2 separate regions of the Danio rerio genome follow, and region 2 is linked to region 1. A link is a contact called in public Micro-C data. All regions are on one chromosome and are shown on one strand. Each heading gives the region's core, a stretch centred on a gene start, on an enhancer-like site or on the middle of the called end of the contact. The rest is flanking DNA. Distances are from core to core; before and after follow the strand shown.

Region 1 (3,126 bases), core at 33-2,532:
AGGGCACTGTGTGTGTGGCCTAGTGGTGGAGAGAGTGTGTGAGTGTGTGTGAGAGTGTGTGTGTGTGTGTGTGTGAACAAAGGCAGCCTGTTTACATGGAGAGCAGGGCATGGCTGAGCATGGCAAAACTGTTGCCCACTGGAGTAATAACATCTCCCAGTCAGCTGCGGGATGAATGGTGTGTAGGTCTACTGGAGTGTTGGTTTTTCCTTTTTTTTTTTTTTTTTTCAGAGCCGTCTTTATAGCGCGGGTACTCAACTGGTGGCTTGTGACCCAAAAAATGTAACGTTATGTTGATAAACGTTTGCGCTGACCCATTGTGTTTGTGTAACTACCGGGAGCATGAAACCACTGAAATCCAAGAGACATTTACAAACCCAAATTGTCGATTTTCTCATCAGCTCATCATGTTAGTACTTTTTGCATCATTTAGGCCAATGCTTTTCTTTTTATTTCAATAATTTGATTATTATTTATTAGAATTAAAAAATTTTTTACCAGATTTTATCGTGTGAATTTTCTATGCTGGCAACCAATTTTTGTTCATGATTGGTTCATTTCTAATGTAAAAAGCTCTTAAAGGGATAGTTCAGCTTAGCAAAATAAACATCCTGTCATCATTTATACATTCACTGGTTGTTTCAAACATTTATTGGTTTTTTATGTTGGACAAAAAGAAGATATTTTGAAAAATGTTGGATTCGATAGCCACTGGCATCATTATTAGGAAAAAAATTCAATGGCTGTCGGTTTTTATCATGCTGTTTCTTCTGTTGAACTCGAAAGAAGGTAACTCATACTAGTTTGAAATGATTGCAGCGAAAATAAATTAATGTGAATTTTAGGTGTTTAAAGTTAATGTTTTTAAGAAACCTTTTTTATAATTGTTTTATTTTTAAAGGCTACTTAAATTACTTTATGCTTAAAGTTGTTTCTTGCTCCCACAGGGATATAAAACCAGACAACGTGCTGCTGGACATGAACGGCCACATCCGACTCGCTGACTTCGGCTCCTGTCTGAAGATGATGCAAGACGGCACGGTGAGTGTGGCTCAACTTAAAAAAATAAAAACTAGGGTGTGAGTCCAAAACCAGAGCCTGTTTGTCATCCTCTCAGGGTGGTCTCCATCTGTTGGATAAAATCACTGCCCCTGCCCTTTTTTTCTCTCTTCCTCTCTCTGTTTCTCTCTTTCTCTTTGCTTCTGACATTAATGGAGCCACTGCTGCCCTAGAAAGAGAGGCTAATTAGAAAGGGCCGTTGCTGCCACTCCTGTACTCACAATCTGATGAGTCACCATAGAGCGCTGATACCAAGGCCAAAACAGCTTTTATCTAATGTTGTGTGTGTGTTGGTGTGTGCCAGCAGCATGCAGATGAGGCGTTATTTATCTATTAATTTTTTTTGTTTTACCGGCTTGTTTTACATGTGAGGAGATCCCTTATTGTTTGGGGATGTTACTCTTTTAATTGGATGAAGATGAGTAGAGGTTGTAATGATGCACAATTGACTGAGATTTAAAAGGGCTAGTTCACCCAAAAGTGAAAATGTACTCACCATTTACTCTCCCTTAAATGATTCCAAACCTTTATGAGTTTATTTCTTCTGTTGAACACAAAAGTTGATATTTTGAAGAATGCTGTAAGCATTGAATATCATAGTAGGAAAAACAAATCATATGGAAGTCATTAGCTATGTTTCCATCCAAAAATGTGTGAGTAAAGCAGCATTTCTATCCGAGTCAAATCGAACAAAAGCGTCACTTCCAGATTAACTGGCTCCAAATATCAACAGTAAAAATGTAATTTGCTGTGCTAGGACAAGCAGCATGAATCATTTCCTCATCTAATAAATGAATTGCACCTCAGAAGGCAATCCTGACACGCGTGGTTGCGTTTGAAGGCGTGAGACGCGGAGCACAGACACTCTTGATTCTGAAGGTAAATAATAATATAATAACTCTAATACTGATATGGTTAAAGTATTTTAGAATGACCTAAACAACATTTCAGTCATTTTACAGGGTGCTCAGTCTGCTAATTTATCCATTTGCACACATTTTTTTCATCACATGATCTCTTATAACAAAATCACATGAGCTTTTTTAATGCACATACTGGAATTTGTTTGATAAAAGTTTTTCCATCGTAGTTTATGCACATCTTTTCTTATCGAAGTTTATCTTACTCAGTAATGAGTAGGGGTGTAACGATTTATCGTTGTACGATTTATTGCGATGCAAAAATGTCTCAATATGCATCGTGGCGTTTTGACGATTTAATTACGATATGACGTCCGTTTTCTCTTATTAGTTTCTCTTATTAGTCACTGTTTGCACGTGAGCTACGTTCCACCTGCTGTCGCATGTGAGTTCAGATTGCAGCAGCAGTAATGTTAGCAGACCAAGATGAGTGGAGCTGAAATAAAGGATGGCCCATCCTTCAAAATCAGACGTCTGGCAACATTTCGGTTGTACAGTCATTGCTTTAGACTCGTCCGCTTTTTGACACGCATACTGGGTCAAACATCCTAAGTTTTAAAGTCTTCACAGTGATTTACATACTTTGCACAGCGACATGGATACCTCCTAATGGTGTTGAAAGAGTCACACACTGTATTTATAAGGTACAATTCACCCTAAAATATCATTCTGTCTTCAAATAATGTTCCCGCCGCAAAATCACACATGACGTGAGCTGACCGTGAGCTGTTACTACAGAGGGCGGACTTTGATAGACGCGCGCATGGCAAGCCGTTTTAGCATTTAAACCTTTGTTGTGACTATCCATAAACATATTTTGAGATATCTCTAATTATATTTTGACTAGTCATAATTATAATTCGACTAGTCAGAATGACAATTACAGATATCTGCATTTACAATTGTACTAGTACGAAATCAGATTGGAGATATCTGCAAAAATATTATGACTAGTCATATTCCTCCATTGACTTCCATTGAAAAATATTTGCAGATATCTCTAAATGAGTTTTGACTAGTCACAATTGTAATTAGAGATATTTCTAAATGAATTTAATTAAATATGAATTAAATACCTGGAAATGTGGCTAATAAGTTCAATAATGGCTAGTAATGTTCAATAATATTTTAAGAAGTTTTTTAATTG
Region 2 (3,396 bases), core at 407-2,906, 69 kb before region 1:
GGACTGTGGGGAAAACCGGAGCACCCAGAGGAAACCCACACAAACACGAGGACAACATGCAAACTCCACACAGAAATGCCAACTGACCCAGCCGTGGCTCGAACCAGCGACCTTTTTGTGAGAGGCGACAGCACTACCTACTGCATCCCTGTGTCAGCCTTAATAAATATTTACATGTTTAATTTAAAATTATTTTAAAAAGTAGAAAGTAATTAGAACACCAGAGAAAAACAAACATACATTTGCTAATCAGGGGCAGATTTAATCAATATGCAAGGTAAGCGGCTGCTTGGGGCTCCAGGATATCAAGGGGCCCCCAATAAATATCTTGAAGTATAAATTATACCTATAAACTATATATAACATTGTTTTCTATCACATTTTGTATAACAGTTATGCAAATAAAATTATTAGGTAATTAAATGTTATTTTATATACAATAAAATATACTATTAATATTACTATGTTATGTAATAATAATACTACTAAAACATATCCACCACCATCAATCATGGAGCCATATATATATATATATATATATATATATATATATATATATATATATATATATATATATATATATATATATATATATATATATATATATTTATTTATTTATTATTTTTGTTAATAGTAAATTCATTTTAAGCAATCTAATTATTTAAAATGTAAAATTGTAAATGTATTAAAAAAGTTTTTTTTTTTTTTTTAAGTAAAACATGTAAATGTATTGAGATAAAACGTAGAAAAGAATATATAGTGATAGTGATATAGTGACAAAATAAATACAAATTAAATAAAAGTAGAAAGGATACATTTCAGAACTTGGGGCCCCCAAATCCCTAAATCCGCCACTGTTGCTAAAATCTGTAAGCTCTTCATTCACGGAGTTCCCTGTTGAACCGAGTGTTTGGGTCTGGTCAACGAGAGGACGCTTCGGCTGTTTTCAGTGCATATGAGCTCCTGATGAGGTCAGTGCTCGCCGCCTCCCGGTGTCAATCAAACCATGGCGTCACACACATATCCCCAGCGTTTCCGGTGCGGGTGGGCGGGGCTCCGCTATCCCGGGTCTGGATTCTTCATTCGGGAACGCTAGACAAGGCTGAACACGAATGCAGCCATATTCGGCTTCGCGGAGCAGCACACCGGCTAGTCCCGCTCACACTCGAGGATTCGCCTACCTCGAGAAATCACCCAGTTTTGTGGGGGGCGTGTTTATGTAGGTCCAAGGTGTGTGTAGTTCTTCGTTTATTCCTGAAGAATTCCAGCTGAGCGGAATGAGCGTCCAGTCATCCTGAGATTCGACGGGAGAAAAAGCCCCGACACATCCCGCAAAGTGGAAAGTACAGATTTGTCCGGATTAAGGCGAATGGAGCCGACGGGGCCTCAGGAGTGAGGAGGGGGGAGGAAAGGCTGGAAACCGGCGGACAACAGCGGGGTTAGGCGCATTAGGGCTTCGTTTATCTCAGCACAATGTTGGGCACATTTTGCTAGCTGGCTAGCTGGATGGCTGGCTAGCAGTTGGAGTCTGGGACTTCAGAGCTCCACACGTTTTGGCCAGATAAACACCAACTGTGTGTATTTATAACGCGAATACCGGTTATATTAAATCCGACAAGTGTTATTTCACATCTTCTGGCTCTGGGAGTGGTAGCCAGGCCGCTAAATTGGTAGAAAATGTCTGCGAAGGTGCGCCTGAAGAAGTTGGAGCAGTTGCTGCTGGATGGCCATCAGAAAAACGACAAGTCACTGAGTGTGGAGACACTGCTGGATATTCTCATATGTTTATACAACGAGTGCAGCAACTCGCCCTTAAAACGGGAAAAACATGTGACGGACTTTTTGGAATGGGGTAAGTTGATGGATTTGAGTGCATTAGTGACCGCGTTCGGGGATGAAAATCTGTGCGTGTGCCTTTAAGACCTGTTTATCTGTTATTACATTTGCCTTAATCACCCAGCTGACTTCAGGCTATTGTCAAAATTGCTGCCGTGACATTTGCTCTTGGGATTCCTGGCCTCGTTGTTTGGACGATACTGCTTGACGTGTTGTTGTTCCAGTTGAAGTACTCAAAAACAAGGATTTATATGAGCTTATGGTGGATAGTATAGGGTTGGGCAGCTGATGCAAAGTAGATGCTGCTGAAGTTGCATCTGCTTATAATAATTTATATATATATATATATATATATATATATATATATATATATATATATATATATATATATATGTGTGTGTGTGTGTGTGTGTGTGTGTGTGTGTGTGTTGATATTATATATTAAGATAGGAAGAGTTCAGATGCAAAAACCTTTAAATATCATCTGAAATTCTCTCCTAACATGAGCATTTTTCGCAACCTCCTATGTTTATGTTCTAGTATTTCACTGAAGGCAATGAAAAGAACGTATTTCTCACTTTAAGAGCAAAATTTCTACACGCAAGAGTCTTAGAAGGATTTAAAGTTTTTTGCATCTAAACCGTTTGTGTGTGTGTGTGTGTTTATATATATATATATATATATATATATATATATATATATATATATATAATAGGTATGATAACCTAATCATATATGGGTATGATAACCTTGGATAAAAATATCACGGTTTCACGGTATTGTGCTCACTGCTCTAAAAGATATTCTTTTTCAATGTCTGAGTAAAAAAACAACCAATTTTTCCCCTTTGAAAACAATATATTTTATTTTTTGAAAGTTTATAATATTTTGGAGCAGTAAACATGGCAGGCTAAATAATCAAAATGAATCATAGACTTCTGCTGTCTTCATTTGTTTCAAAAACACAGATTTCTTTACATTTTAAAATGGCATCTTTGGATATTTTTTCTGCTGGAAATAATGTTGTTGTAAAAAAAATGTAAATAAAAATCTTACTTATACCTTAGGAACTGTATTACAGAAAACTTTGTCGGTTTTAAAACCTTGACTTTTAAACCGCAGTATTCCTTGAAAACGGTTCTCGTCCGATGCCTAATATATAGTATATATTGTCATATATTGTTTACGAAGATGTAAAAAGAAATCTCAGTAGTGTGGGCAAAATGTAATGTTTAAAAAGTAAAGATTTGTAGTGAGTCTAAATTAATAGTTAGAAAAAACTGTATACTGTATATTAGGGTCCTTCTATGAAGAGAAAATCATCTATTTTTCCCAAAATCATACATATTTTTAATGACAAAGACATAAGATTATCTACAGAAGTAGATTATATCATGTAATAGTATTTACATTGTTTAACAGAAATGCATGTAAATGTAAGTTGTCACTATATTTCTAAATAATAAGTCTCTCATTTTATTATGATTTTACTAAAACAATTAAAGTATGTGTTATCCATTAAACCCTAGTTTCTTTGCTCTATTAAAAGTTAATCTCGCA

Evidence for each region. Hi-C and Micro-C count contacts between places; a contact is called where the count stands out from the background.
Region 2: a Micro-C map of caudal fin shows a contact between it and region 1, with 7 times the contacts expected there. The contact joins the promoter of cdc42bpb here to the enhancer-like site in region 1. A contact is called at or near these places in 2 of 18 Hi-C or Micro-C datasets (caudal fin and an unstated tissue).

The regions. Positions count from the first base shown.
Region 1 is chr20:20,914,352-20,917,477 of GRCz12tu, reverse strand. cdc42bpb (CDC42 binding protein kinase beta (DMPK-like)) reads left to right here. Exons shown (of 36, transcript NM_001045125.2): 6 at 948-1,041. Among named protein-coding and RNA genes, the nearest start is that of cdc42bpb, 70 kb to the left of the region's middle. Within about 2 kb of position 1,282, at least 8 of the 62 cell types and tissues checked have an H3K27ac peak or open chromatin away from gene starts, as enhancers often do. A contact at or near this core is called in caudal fin, where this site is marked.
Region 2 is chr20:20,983,779-20,987,174 of GRCz12tu, reverse strand. cdc42bpb (CDC42 binding protein kinase beta (DMPK-like)) reads left to right here and starts at 1,656. Exons shown (of 36, transcript NM_001045125.2): 1 at 1,656-1,852. The coding sequence starts at 1,678.